Linked DNA regions of Bicyclus anynana: region 2 is linked to region 1. Evidence: chromatin contacts called from public Hi-C data. All regions are on one chromosome and are shown on one strand. Each heading gives the region's core, a stretch centred on a gene start, on an enhancer-like site or on the middle of the called end of the contact. The rest is flanking DNA. Distances are from core to core; before and after follow the strand shown. Region 1 overlaps LOC112046675 (fasciculation and elongation protein zeta-2). Region 2 holds the start of LOC112046675 (fasciculation and elongation protein zeta-2).

Region 1 (7,948 bases), core at 1,836-4,335:
GATGTTATTGATCCGTCGTTCGTTGTCGTAGTTACCTACTGCCAACTAACCGCAGGCCGTTTACTTACAAACAACTCTATGATAGGTCAATATAGCTGTGGTATAGATGCAGAAGGACGAGGGACATTATGTTATGAATATTATGACAGCAGAACATTCTAATTTCAAAAATTTAGAAGCTTTGGAGAGCATGTTAAAGATTGGTGATCTAGAATGCTCAATTGTTTCAAATCAAATGTAATTCGTTTATTTCAAGTACTTTACCAGGACTTTAAACGTCGAGTTTGTATATTTGTAGTTACTCCTACTGTTACACGTGCAGAATGCATATTTGGCAAGAAACTTAACAACTTTAGGAGCAATGCTACTTAAATACGGTATCGGTATCAACAATATTTGTTGGATCTGAGCAATAAACTAACTAATTATGACTTCTTTATATGCTTGTTTGTTAATTTAATGCGTTGTAGGTAATATGTGTGACATCTTATCACTGAGCCTAATAACATATAGGACAATATTCATTCTATCATGTATATTGCTGCTACGTGACCTGATTTGCGCTTGTATCGATTAAATTCATATACTCGATGTAATACTAGCGACGCGTAACATGTCCCGTGCTTTCATCCCCTTCATCATTGGGGTTAAACTGCCTCATTCCTCCAGTAGTTACGTCGATTTGGTTTTGAATCATGAGATTTATGAATTTCAAATCCTGAGTTATACAAATTTGAGCTTTTCTACCAATAAAAGGTCGGTGTTGGGTAAGGTGAATATATGCCTCGAAGTGCATCAGCTATTGTTGCAGGTCAATATGATTTATTTCGTATAGTTAACCACAGACAGGTCTAGCTTTTTCTTTTCTGATTGTGAAAGTGCCGTAGGCTCCTTATTGGGACCTCAGCGACATCACCGGGGGGTTTGGGCGAGAGCAGAAGCATCGCCTGATAAGTCCCAAAGCAGAAGCAAAAGCTTGTGGTGAATCGGAATTTTAAATACCCTCTGCTACGAGTTTAAGAAGGGAAGCTTGACCTTCGGATAGATTAATTAATGGGTAAATTTTCAAAAATCCTTCATTAGTGCAAGCCTACTCTCTAAAATGACCCCGTATTCAAATTTATGTGATTTTAGCTAGCTCAGCAGCTGGACTTTGAAAATCTGTTTGTTATTCAGTCAGTCATCATATTATTCTTGTATATAACTAAACATACATACCTTAACAGTCACGTTACTCTTCTTAAACGATGCTCAATAACACGATAGTAGCATCTCTGAATGTATTCAGTCGGCGGTTCATCATTTATTAACATCGTGTATGCGCTATTGATTCGTGGAGGGTTGTCATAACTACCGAGTATGAATCCTTGCTTGTGACCTACTTCTATCAATTCGAGTTAGTCAATTGAGATTTCTAATTATAGTAAAATGAAATGAGGCTTATAAAAAGCCACTACTTTGCAAAAGTTCATAATATAGGAACTACGAGTACTTATGAATAATAAAATTCTGCTGATTTCTATAAAAAGATCTTTCTTATGTCATCTTTTTGTTGGCTTCGTTATGAGTATTTTATTAAATTTTAACTTCTTCAATGTTCATTATCCGTTTGTAAAATAAATTATTAATAGCTAGGCACTAGGCAGTATCCCAAAGTTTTTAGCTTTATTTTTGCATCAGCAGCAAATCAATTAGATCGATAATTAAATATCATACTTTAAAGAAACTCAACATTTATTGGGTTTTTCAAAATAATTACCTATGATATTTGATATCTGTGACCTTATTATCTTAAATGCTTGAACTCTTGTATAGCGACTTCAATCAATTGCTACCACAGCCGGGCTTCAGACATTCGATTGATAGCAGATTTAACCTTTGGTCATTACGCCAATTTATTTTGTAACGTACATTGCTTATAAATCATTAAAAAAACAATTTAAATAAGAATCAGAAGTATAATAAGTTATTTATGTTAAAATACTAAACATTTTAACCAACTTATTTGGACGAATGACTTATCTATAAAAAGTTTCATGTTTAATCATTCGATTAATCAAAATAAGTCAAAAAAAATGCATCATTTATCTCTTATAACTATAACGGTAATAAAGTCTTTTACATTCAATGTATTAAGTAGAACAAGTAGTTTAGTCAGTCGAGTCGAGAGATAGGTAGTAACTACTTTGACGCCATCGCCACTTGAGATCACGAGATCTAATCTAAATTAATGTAGTTTACCAAGTAATTTGAAGTCACGATAAATCCGACGATTATAAAGAACCTAATAAAACGCAGCTAAATGTGTCGCCATAAAAAACCACGTCGTGTGATATACAACAGCGATGGTGTCCCATTAAGAAAAGGCGGGGGGGATTCAAAATTAGAATTTTATATCAGTCTCCGAGTTTTTTTTTTTTTTGCTGAGCGATGTCTCTAGCCGGAGCGTGAATGGGGCCACTACAAAATACCTATCTCATACTTTAGTACAGGGGTCACCAATTAGTTTCGCTCGGGGTCCATTTTAAGAAATGACATTTAAAAAAAAACATTTACTAAACAAAGGTAATTACGGACATTACAAAGGTATTTTATTTACTTATCAATGAGAAAAATTACATTTTTTGTTGCTGATTATTATCTGTCTGAAGTTTGGAGTGAAATTGTAATATCCTGGAAATATTCATCAGTAAGTCGCGATCGAAATTTATACTGCGGGGGATATATTTTTTCTACAATACATTATAATAAAAATACATTATTTTCATTAAGCGTAGAACAATTAGATACAGTAAATATATTTTGAATAACATTTTATAATACATAAGTTATGAAATGACATGCGTTTTTTACCGTCATTTCTAATTTGTATCTTGGTAAACAGTGCACATCATATGGCTTTAGTATTAGAAAGAAATTCTCGGTAAATCGTGTTATCCTATTGAATCATGCGCTTCTAAAATAGATACTGTGCATGAATCTTTTTTTAGATATTAAAAAAACATGACATCTAAGTAATAATTCACGGTTCATTGCCTCTATGTCGGCGTAACAGGAGTGGTCTCGAAAATAGATCGGTTTGTGTACATTTTTTTGTGGAAAGCAGGTGCGGTGCCCGATCCGGTAAGCAGGTAACGCACGGGACCTGTTACCCATTTCCGCGTTAAAATTTTAACGATCGAGTTATATTTTAACTTTACTTTTCTGAAATAGAGAAATCAAATAAAGCTACAGACATTGATGTTCATACTTTATAAATTACTGATGAATATCATAACACTGGACTAGTACATCGATATAGTAATAAAACAGATAATGTTGGCACATATTTAGTTTCTATCGTATAAATAAATACCTTGACTTATACAAATGATTGTGGGTCACATTTAATCTTGTTACAAATGCTTATAAATGAAATATGTTTAAGTATCTGTTTCACCAGACTGGGACTTTAATTGGACCTTCAGTTACAACGAAGAACATTATTGGATCATCAACAATCCTATAGAATATTATATTATCATACCTAAATGATGTTATGAAAAAATCTACCGAATTAAGAGTCTCTTCTTCTTACTTAGTTAATTAAGATCAAATTTCCTATTGATGTACCTTTCACGTTCGCAGAACGTGAAACCAAACATAATGTTAATTAGTTTTGACACTAAGATCAACTACTTGTCAAGAAAAAATTATAGATGATTTCATCAATAAAGTCGATACTATTGTCTACGTGATTACAATTCTTATAATTTTAATCACGTAGACAATAGTATCGACAAGTTCTACTGAAAAGAGTCAAAGAGGAAGAAATGCTTGCTCATACTATCATTTAACCAAAAGAGTTAAAACAAAAACCGTAAACAGTTAATTGACGAGAGAAAGAGACAGATAGTAGCTTAGAGTAGAATAGCGTGAAAGTATCAGAGATCAGACAACTAAAGGGCCTCGGTATAAACAAACGCTTGGCTGCAATAATACCTAATAGTAAGGAAGATGCAGGATACGAGTACGCCTAGATGATGTGCTTTTTCACTCTTGACTTGAAGACACATTGTAGCTGGTACAGAAACTGCTATTTTGCAGTGAAAATTAGAAATAAAAACCAATAATGAAACGAATTAATCATCGAAATGAAATAATAACCATAATCTAAGAAGCTAAAACGCTTTGTACGAGTCCAAGACCTAATTTACTACGTAGGGATGCAGGTTGCTGATGGAAATTATTCAAAGTAAGAAATACCCACATTACGACTACGAGTGTGAAAATTGAAAGATTGTTCTAAATATATTTTCAATAGAACAGTATCGATTACTTTTTGTTTTGTTTATAAATCTATCAATTTATTAGTATGGGAAGTGGTAACTCGGGTGTTTCAATGGACGCCATACGGCTTGATTAATGACTCCGGTTTCGTTTGGTTTATTTTTTATTCCTTTTTTTAATGAATCTCTCGTGTTTAGATCCCATCTAATTGGATGACGCGGTGGAAACCGAGTGTACGGTTAAATGCCTCAATAGCACCTACCTATACTTAACTATGAACCGCTTTCTAACCACTAATTTTTTGAATATCCAATTATATAAACTAGGAATCGAAGTAATTGGATTTATGGAAACTGCTTATGTAGTTATATTTTTAGATAAATTCTGTTACTTCCACTCTAATGTGCCTTTACTTACGTATTTCCTTTAAATCTTCATAATAATACTTACCTGAAACAGAAAAATAAATATTAACATGCATATTTTTGACATAACATATTATACTAATATTATAAAGCTGAAGAGTTTGTTTATTTGTTTGAACGCGCTAATCTCAAGAACTACTGGTCCGATTTGAAAAATTCTTTCAATGTTAGATTTATCGAGGAAGGCTATAGGCTATTTAATATCCCTTTATTCGTACGGACTAGTGTCTATTATTTTAATACTTTCACTCATATCGAGATTAGAAAGGGTCTTAACAATATAAAACTTCTTCGTAATAGACCAGTTTATGTAATTGAATTTTTTGATACAGGTACGATATAGAAGAATTAAACATATTGATAGACATGTGACAGTAGGAGTTGGTGTTGTATCTATATGTGTCAAAATAACCAGTATATTTAAAAGAGTAGCCATTGAGAGTAAAAGTGTCGTCCGGTTGGTACATGCAGACCACTTGTCAAGTCAAACACGAATTACGATACGACCAGTACTTGCATTAGCATACGGCCTTTGCCACACCCAAGATACTCGTCGTGTCAAACATACGATGAACTATTTACTTTTCTCAAGTAGAATAACACTGAGTAACTAACTTAAACAAATACACATTTTAAATATTACGTTTCCTTGGATTTAATAAGTATAAATAGGACTGCCCCTATACCTCGAAGAGCACGTTAAGAAGTCGGTCCTATAATTATCATTAACATCTGATAGTAGCCGTTAAAAAGACAATCATTATCACCTGTCAACCCGCATTCAATTCAAATTGCGATGAAGCAGCGTGATGGATGGATTAAGCTTTCTATTCTAGTAGGGACTAGTGGGTCATTAAAACAGGATGACAATGATGATGAATTAAAATACCTGATAAAAAGAATTAACAAAACACTCTCTATTCATATCAAACAAGATTTTGCACTTTGTTATGTCTAATCACTTGCAATATCATATCTACATATTGCAATTTCTCTTTTTATGTAAACACAAATCCCTTATACTGCAAAGCATTGCAAAGCGGTTTTTTTTATAGATAAATCTGCGATCGTACAGATCCCTAAACAGGCCTTTTAAAAAACCGATAGATTACACAAAGAAACTGAGATTAAACTGAGCTTCAGTTCTCGTTTCCAAGATTAATCGTGGAAGCAAAGCTAATAGGCAAGCGAGTTGGATGAATTGAAACGCATTGTGAAAGACAGAAAAGGATTTTGCATACTGACTGCCAAACTTTGCCCTGGGGTTCTGGGAATTACGATAAAAACTATAACAGAATGTATAACTTTATACTTGTAAATCATTATTCCTCCTTGCTAATGACGTCTGTCTGATCGTATTATCTTGATATCGATTCTTATTCTTGTTTCGTTACTTGTTATCGTATAGATCTTGGTACTTCATTGTCCAGTTAAGCTACGCAACAACTACGCAATATGATTAATTTACCGACGGTAAGGATATCTGTTTAAGGCATGACTTTTTATAGTACAAAAATAGTTGACATAACAAGCAGTCCTTCTTCTTATGATAAATTAGGGTCATCTTTATAATCTGACTGAACCAGGAAAAGGAGCAATGACCCCGGAATTTGGAGCTTAGAACCAGGACCAGCAGTGAGTCCTCTGATCACCAACACCAGCGAGTCCTCTGATCGAAGTATGATGCACGAATCGTATTGACATCGCTAATTCGCTGCTCAAAGGCTTGAAGGTTTAAAACCGCTCCCTTGACGCCCCTTTAACTATGACACATTCGGGGAAGCCCGGACGGATTGAAAAAACTTAAACATACTTCCAACAAATTTTTAACAGTCTGCAAAAATGGTTGAAAATGTTTATGGGTTAGATAGATGTGACTATACACCAACTTTGTCTAAATATTTAATTACCTATACTTAAATTAGATGAATTGCAAAACTGTAGATGCAATATGTGTCTTAAAAAAAATCAAGTGTAACAATCTTCTTTATATTATTGTGTAACACAATATTACACAATATTATTAAGAAGATTCTTACTAACATGACTTTTTTGTATTTTTCTACCCACGTAAGGTCATACCTCCCACATAGCATCTCAACTATCAGTCAAATAGCTGTTCAAATATTATTTAATCAAATCAAATAGCTGTCGAGTAAATACGAAGTCGGCCTTCTAATCTAGTAGATGTTAGCCATTATTTAATTTGCCAGATAATTTTTGAAGAAACAGAACAGTTACAAGTAAAAGCCATCATTTTCTGTATTGGGCAAACAGAATTTATCACAATTTAAAAAATATTAAATGACTTAGTTTCATATAGTGCTTTAAATACAAATTTATTTCAAGAATTTCAAAAAATTAACAAAATAACAGATTAGAGTAGGTACCAAACACATATATTATATTGTCGGGTTTAATATGAAAATGAAAAAGGTACACAAGTAAACTATGTATTCTTCAGCTCGATATTATCAAAGATTTATTATTCAGTTATTCCAGGATGTTTTTCTCAATCTAAAACGTAGAATTACGTGTAGCTTAAGAATAATGTTTGAGCTATATAATGCATGTACTTACCTATGAATGTGTTGGTGATGGTTATGTAAGAATTTATATTTTAATTTGCATTTCCATTGATATGTAACATAACATTATTTTTTTACGTAAATTATGTAACTTGCTATGGAGACCTTTATGTAGGTGGTAATAAGTATAAGTCAAGTATGTAATACTCGACCTCCAAGACGCCAAGATGTCGAAACCACTCTTTCTTTATAGTATCCACATTTTTCAGACGCATTTTTTAATATAAATTGGTTATTACATAATACGGTGAAGGTTAACAAGGTAACATGTCGATCTGACTTACGAGTAACTTGATTTTAATGTTCATCGTAACTTCTTTTACCAGTTGAAAAGGGTTAATTGTCAAGTTTAAATTTTCATTTTTGAATCCCCGATACATTGGCTAACCGATCATATTTGTCTTATCAGAAAAACCACCATACAGACTTAAGCCTAACTTCTAAATTAAGTAATTCAATATTAAAATTAAACAAACAGCTTTATTAAGAGCCATATAAACATCGATGCATGTAAAGATTAACACCTTTCATACTGCAAAATTTATCTGAACTAGACGTGATCAGCTATTTAAAGCTGCTTAATATCCTTCATAATTATCATCATCATCATCATCATCATCATCATCATCATATCAGTCAATGTACGTCCACTGCCGGTCATAGCTA
Region 2 (7,948 bases), core at 3,193-5,692, 38 kb after region 1:
ATGCATAGCAACTCTGTGGTGAATAATGTATGTAATATAAGTTTTCTTTCACCAATATATTCTGCAGATTTTTAGCATCGTTCTATACCATAGTGTTACCTCTAGGCTGATTCTAGTGCTATCGAACTTTACTAAATGCTAGATAGTAACAAGATGTGCACTGTTTACTAACAAACAAATTAAAAATGATAGTGTAAATCGAGTCATTTCACACCTAATAATAATTATAATTAACTTGTTCTTAAAGTAATTAAAATAAATACGATTAACAAGATTAAAACAATAATTATTTTACTTATTTTTTAATATTTTGAATAACACTTTATAAACAAACAATACATAATTTAATTAAATAAGTTATGAAATGACATGCGTTTTCTACATTAATTTCTAATTTGTTTGTTGGTATATTTATTTTTTTTTAGTTTAAGTTAGTCAATATAAGTAGGTAGTTTTAATATCATTTTAAAAGAATTTCACGGATGCACATTTTGCAGTCTGTGGTCATAAAATATTCGGCAAGGTGTTCTTGTCTGTCATAAAAGGTGGACGCAACATCTGCGCACACTGCACCGCCACGAATCACTGCGGGAATCAACGCAATGCACCTGTTGTATCTAAGCAGATTGTAGCTTCGATTTATCGATACAAAAAAATCCAACGTTTGAACGCACTGATCTCGAAGAACTAATTGATCGATTGAAAAATTATCTCAACGCCGGATAGCAGTAGTAGGGTATTTGAATCATATCAAATTTATTATAAACAATATTAATTTCGTATAATACACGGATTAAAGGTTAGAAATATATGGATACTAGCTGACGCCGCCCGGTTTCACTCACGCGGTTCCTGTTACCGTAGGAATACGGGGATAATATATAGTCTAGCCTTCCTCGATAAATGGGCTATCTAACACTGAAAGAATTTTTCAATCGGACCAGTAGTCCCTGATATTAGCGCGTTCAATCAAACAAACTCTTCAGCTTTATAATATTCGTATAGATTAATTAATATAAGTTAAGGATTTACCGACCGATTGGCCGATCAATGGCGGTATAACCATTCCTAACTGGCTGGATTTTCATAAATGGCACAGGCCGGTGTCGGGCAGCAGCGACACCGGTTGCGGAAAATCCAGCGCTGCGAATGACCAACCCGCATGCCCAGCGTGGTCATTTTACGGGCATTAACCTTCATGGACAAATCTAAAAAGAAGCAGCCCCTAGTCCCCGGTGGCCCCGCTATTCCCGGCTCTGGCAGCGGTCGTGGTAACGGCGGGGCAAGGGGTGTCACCGAGGATATCAAGCGGGTTGCAGGGAGCCGCTGGATGCTGGCGGCTCGAGATCGTTGTGCTTGGAGGTCCATGCAAGAGGCCTATGTCCAGCAGTGGACGTCTATCGGCTGATAAGGTAAGGTAAGGATTTCATAGAAAACTCAATTTAAAAACTACCTACGTATTTTTTAATTTTTTCAAACGTAAAAATCGCCGTCGTCCATTTTGCGACGTCACGATGTTACTTGATGTCAATACAGAAATAAACGTCATACAGCATGCCAATGTCCAATTTTTTTGCTTTATAATATTAAACAGTTTAATGTTTACGTGACGTCATGACACAAATAAAATATAGACCACCATGTTCGATAGCGTTTTTGCTCTTACTGTAAAATAATATTTCAAAATTAAAAGTTTTATGTACTCGTGTCTCAAAAAAATATAATCTTTTTTTTTTCAATCTAGTAGAACGTTTATGAACAATTAAGGATCTTTATATACAAATGTGTCAACTAGACTATTGGTTTATGTACGAGTGAAACCAAAGGGCATAGCATTATCTCTAGTTTATATTTTTGGCATTCAATTTAGACCTGGAAAGCGAAAACAATTTGACGTTTTGTTTGTGTACTTAGGTAATTTATTACTCCAAGATTTCACGTAACTGTATATTTTATTGACGAGCATCTGTTACCAATTAAAAAAATGGGTTAATTGTTTACCGAACGATGTTATTGTATTCACAAAATGCAGGTTATCCTTCAGATTTTCGCAAACTGTTAAATTTTATATTCGTCCACATTGAGGGTATTCGGGTCATCTGGAACGGTTCCAAAAGTTCGGTTTGTCACTAAAACAAATGCTGGTTTTAAGAAATAATAGCTTTCATGTTTCACGTAATCTATGTAACTTTGGAAGTGTTCTATATTCTGTTAAGGACACCCTATTATCAACACCCAACTTAAAAAGAGAGGTATTACAAATTTGACGTGTTTTAAATCGTTGCTGCTACACGAATGGACCATTTATGATGAGTGTTTTCAAAAACTGATGAAGATGTTTTCAAAGACTGATAAGCCAATTCTAAGAAACGTTTTGCTGTTATGATGGACATGCCAAGGAAAAGAAAGAAAAAAAAACCGGGTGCCACACACCACAATGCCGAAGCACCGATGCAGCGTCCGAAACCTCAACCACCTGAGCAAGGCAAAACCAAAACTCAAGTTGTAAAAGCATCAAACACCACACTATCCTATGCATGTATGAGTTGAAAAAATATTAATGATAGTCATTAAATATGCGTATGATAATGAATTTCATACATGGTAGAAAACCTTGCAAGGGATACACAATCACCTTCCCATGAGTGAAAGATAAAAGTAACAGCAAAAAGCTGTTTACTGTAAACAATAGAGAGATGTGGGGGTTTCGCCATTATGTTCAGATTCTCATAAATGAGAAAGACCGAGCGAGTGTGACCATGAGCTCAGAGCTGTATTGTATGAAGTCTTTTGAATGTGTAGACTGTCTAGTCTGCGTTTATAGCTGAAGCTTCTTCGGGCTATTTATGAAACGACGTTTTTTATCCAAAGACTTGCACAAGGTAGGTATCAAAGATTCTGCGGTGAAGCGTATTTTGTTGCTGTGCGTTCAAGTATAAGTTCTTATTTAAAGCTCAAGGTTATGTAATAAAATATACCGAATTTATGATATGATTTTTTTCTATTAAAGATGATAACAAAATATTTAAAGAGAAACATTATCGGACTTGAACTTGGTATAAATTGTGCTGAATTAGGAAAACTTAAATTACGCTACCCATTTTTTTGGAAAAATTGTTTTTATACATACACGAATACAATATTACTAGCTAGCGCCCGCGACTTCGTCCGCGTGGAATTCAGTTATTCACCAACACCCCGGGAAACAAGGATTTTTCCGGGATGAAAAGTAGTCTATGTGGCAATCCAGGGTATTATCTATCTTAGTTTTTAATTTCAGCCAAATCCGATCAGGCGTTGCGGCGTTAAAGAGTAACAAACATCCATACAAACTTTCGCGTTTACAATATTAGTAAGACGTGCGTTGATAGACATATTCCACAGTATGATTATGAAGGTTGAATACACGAATATGTTGTGTGATAATAGATTCATACATAGACATTATGAACCTTGTAATTTAATAAAAGACATCGTAGATATGGTTAACATTAACAAATAGGGCATCCATCGGTTACGCTTGGCATAATTGTGTCGTAAAAGGTCAGTGGCTGGTCGCGTGCGACATTTAATCGTGGGGTATGGGTCGACAAGGCAGGGCGGGTCGGGATGCGTCATCACTACCCCTCCACGCACCCTCTTCAACACCCCCAACTAAAACATCGATCGATCCCGCGACCACCAAAGCCATGCGCAAAGCCCGCCCTTTTTGTTTATGCTTCGACAAATCTGAGACTTGAGATAATCTTAAAAATACATTTATATGTATTTAAAAACACGCAATGGGTAATATTTATTTCTTGAAATAAGCATTACAGGATCAAGATTATTGTTTAGAAAGATGTATGCATTATGTTCTTGTATGTTTATTGGACATGACTAAATCGATGATATCACAATCGTGTGCTCCAATTAGTAATTTAGGTATTTAGTGGTAATTGATACTCACTGGCACTCGTTCATAATTTCCTCCTGCGAGCGAACCTGCACCGGGGCCAGCTTTTCCACGCTTTCCTCGTAATTCCCGAAACACTTGGTTATCTTCTCGTCGAAAGTGTTCACCAGATCTTCGAGCGAGCCGGAGAAAGTCTCCGTGAAGTTGTCTCCCTCACCGTTCTGCATATTGTCCTGTTTACACTTCACCGGTTTCGGTTCGTCATTATCGTTGATTTTATTGGAGTCGGTTTTCATTTTCGCGATGTCACTTTTGAGATTGTTCAAATTATTTAGTAGTATGTCGTTGCCGTTTATGGTCTTCTGCGGATAGTCCGCCGTGGATAGACAGTCGTCCGCCTCCTCGATTTGCGCGAGCGGCGCCTCGAACTGTAGTTCGGCCATCCTGCCAGCCGATTCTCGCATGACCGTACGTCCAAACGCGTCGATTATCGCGCGAACACTGCCGACTGCGCTGCGCTCAGCAGCGGCCGACTCAGTCAACTGTGCCAACTGTATCGGCTGTGTCGCGCATGGATCTCCGCGAGAGTGCAATACAAACTTAACTGCATTGTAGACATCCGTGCAACAAAATTGGGTCTAAGTAATAACGCTATTAAGCTCTAATCACACTTCACTAAATCCAATAAGGGAATGCGTGAAAATTTCAAATTAATAAACTAGGTAGGTCATCATCACAGTCTGTTAGTATCCGTCCACAGCTGGACATAAGCCTTTCTGAGAACGCGCCACCACATACGATCCTTTCCCTTCCTCATCGAGTCGCTGCCCATACATTATTAATACCGTCGGACCATCAGGCTGGAAGGCGTCTACAGTGCTCTTGCTGGTACGTGGTCTCCACTCCAGGACAGGTCTACCCCAGCGACCATCTGCTCTGCGACAAATATGGCCCATCCACTGCCGCTTCAGTTTGCTAATCCTTTGGGCTTTGTCTATTTATTTGGTTCTCCTACGGACTTCCTCGTTTCGGATTTTGTCCTTCAGAGAGACTCCTGACATAGGTCGCGCGACTTTCAATTTGTGGATAAAGCCAACCGTCAGTGTCACTCAGTGATTTTGGTTTTTGTCAATATTCATTAATAAATCCACTTATTTGGAGGAACAGTAAGGTCTGTCAGCATTGCCGAAGAGCTTGCAGCGATTCTACCAATAGTACTATGTCGTCTGCAAAACGCAAGTGTGAAATGTATGCGAATACATTTCACTATGTATGTACATCGTTTATGTTGACGCCCTGACATTTCCAGGCCATAACCTTGAATACATTTTCGAGAGCACAAGTAAAGAGTATCGGGGATAGAAAATCTCCTCCCTTTTCGAATTGGTATTGAATGCGATCGAGGGACTTGAACTTAGACAGTCATTGCTGCAGGGTCTTACCAAAATTTCAAAACTTGTTTAAAGCGCCAATCGACCTGGAATCGCTGAAATGAATCAAGAAGAACTGCCCTACTTTAGATTCACCACATTCTTGCACTCCCAATTTTGCATTAAAGTCATAACCGTCGTGAAATAGAACTTAGTCGTATCGTTTGAAGACTAGAGCCTTCGAAATGTCCATCACAAAGGACTTCAACTTTTTTGTCCGAGTGTATCGACGTGGTTGCATATACTTGTATTATTGTAAACGAGTACCGTTGGTTTAAGCTCAGTATGACATGCAATTCTTGTCGACACACTCAACGATGTTATTTGCGAGGATTTTCTTTACCAGGAAGCCCACTCCGCTTTGAGACGTTTTAACGCCTTCACGATAGTGAACAATGTGACCTGATTCTTAAGTTACTGTGCCCTCACCTTCTCTTCGCATTTCTGATAGCCCCAAAATGAACTTGATTTGTTCCAACTCCACTAATATTTCGGCTAAGCTTTTGTCTGTTCTCACTGTCCTGGTATTATACGTAACCATAACTAGTAGATTAAGATGGTAGCTCTCCAAGCCTGGAGATTCTTAGCACCCCCTGCCCTGCCGTGACCTCGACCGCTACCGCAGTCGGGAAGAGCAGTGCGACCGGGAACCGGGCCTTCATGTGTTGGCGTTTCTCATCGGAAGAATTGCTATTAGTGACCACGCTGGGTAGGCGGGTTGGTCATCGCAGTGCCAGACTGATTGCAAAAGTCGCTGCTGGCCGACACCGGCCTGTAACATTTACCTCAGTCTGGTTTTAGAACGGCTATACCGCCATTTGCCGGTCGTGAGAGCCTCGTTCGTTAATCAACAGAGGGTACCGCAAAAGTTGAAAGTTGGAGTGTTGAGGTGGTGGTGCACTTCCTTATCCTCCTACATACACTTATCCACTATGTATGTACATCGATGAATTATAATGTAGGTACGATTATGTACTCTACTACAAAGATATACATTTTATTAGGCAGGACATAGATTAATATTTTATTATTATGCAACCTCTAATCTCACTACCTACCTGTACTTAGCAAAAGTTAATTCTTACCACAGATCACTATAGACTAGAAATTCTTACTATTCTGCAAGATCGGGATTTGCCTATAATTTAAAGATCACACATCACATCACAATCATCATATTTTTGTTTTTTTACTGTTTACCAATGTTTACGAAAAATTCGAAAACAGTCGAATTTAAAAATTATAATTACATTTTTTACTAGCTTTACTGCTCTGAATTCTAGCACTTTCGAGCTTTTATAATCTAATTTAATAAAAAAATTACTTTGACATCTAACAAAGCTCAGACTAAATACATAAGGACTAGTATCGCACCCAAATTCACGAACAAAATTTTCTGCCATTTTCTAAAGAAAATGAGCTTAAATTTCATACATATCTTATACTAAACTAGCAGTTTTTGTTCGTTTTTTACACCATTTAACTACACAAATAGGTATTTTTTTTATCTAATTAGTCTGAGTAACAAAGCATTAAAATTCCCAGACCATTTAAAAATTAATTAATGCTTTATAGTAAAACATGAATAAACGCACGTTTTATCATCAGTTCTGTTTAGTCTGTGTATGTCAAATGTCAAAATGACAATGTCATTGTCAATAATTTATTTTTAATCTGTGGCTGGGTAATATTATGGATTTTTATTTTTGTCATCTGCGAATTTTTCGGTAGAAGCAATATAAAAAATTTCTGTTTAAAATGTTTTCAATCCCGTGATAGTTTAAATTTAGACTTTAAAGTAATGTATCTTTTAAAAAGAAGCACAGATATCAAATCAATCTGCACACTTGTACGCTTGTATACGTAAGCTTATTTTATGTTAAGAAGAATTAAAGATTATTATTTTTCTGGCGTCGTAATATGATTATTCTTTTTTTCTAGTTCTGGTCGAAAAACGCACTATGAGACTCTTAATTTACAAAAAAACTGTACAGATAAAGATATTAAAGAGGCGTTTATTAAGATGAGCAAGCAGGTATGGTGCTATTAAAAATTCAAAAAAACATGAATCGAAATATTTGCTATAGACAGCTAGCTATTGCTTGAGCAGTGCAGTCACTTGCCTGAAGAAAATTTTTCCATCACCCTATGTATTTTTTTATCTATGAAAGGTCTGTGAAAGGTACACTATGTTCTAGGGTTTAGGGAAAAATATTGTTATTCTTGAAAAACATGACCTTATTGCGGTCTGTATCCTAATGTACGTAATGACATAGGCTATACCCCCTCGGGAGTAAGCTCGAAGAGCTGATGGACATTGGGGTCCCAAGGTGGTGTCACCATAATTGAAAGCAGGGTTGGTGGAGCCCTCACCAGGTGGACTGACAACATCAAGTCAGTCATAGAGATTCACTGGATGCAGGAGGCTCACTGTTGGGTGGAAGTCCCTGCAAAATACATAGGCCATGTTAGTGGTATGCGTCCATCCACTGGAACAGGAACTATTTAAGTGTTACAAATAGTACCTGCTTCCCGCCTATTTCGTATAGATACGTGTCGCCGCCTAGCATATAGTAGCGTCATTCCATTTCATACTTTTATGACTTCCGGTTATTATAGTTAA

Evidence for each region. Hi-C and Micro-C count contacts between places; a contact is called where the count stands out from the background.
Region 2: a Hi-C map of whole body shows a contact between it and region 1, with 2.5 times the contacts expected there. The contact joins the promoter of LOC112046675 here to the enhancer-like site in region 1. A contact is called at or near these places in 2 of 2 Hi-C or Micro-C datasets (whole body and whole larva).

Annotation. Positions count from the first base shown.
Region 1 is chr16:4,945,951-4,953,898 of ilBicAnyn1.1, forward strand. All of the region lies in intron 1 of LOC112046675 (fasciculation and elongation protein zeta-2), which reads right to left. Among protein-coding and RNA genes, the nearest start is that of LOC128198862, 37 kb to the left of the region's middle. Within about 2 kb of position 3,086, at least 1 of the 8 cell types and tissues checked has open chromatin away from gene starts, as enhancers often do.
Region 2 is chr16:4,982,923-4,990,870 of ilBicAnyn1.1, forward strand. It overlaps LOC112046675 (fasciculation and elongation protein zeta-2), which reads right to left and starts at 4,443. Exons shown (of 8, transcript XM_024083393.2): 1 at 3,950-4,443. The coding sequence starts at 4,359. LOC112046676 (dnaJ-like protein 60) reads left to right here and starts at 7,005. Exons shown (of 6, transcript XM_024083396.2): 1 at 7,005-7,188; 2 at 7,267-7,360. The coding sequence starts at 7,127.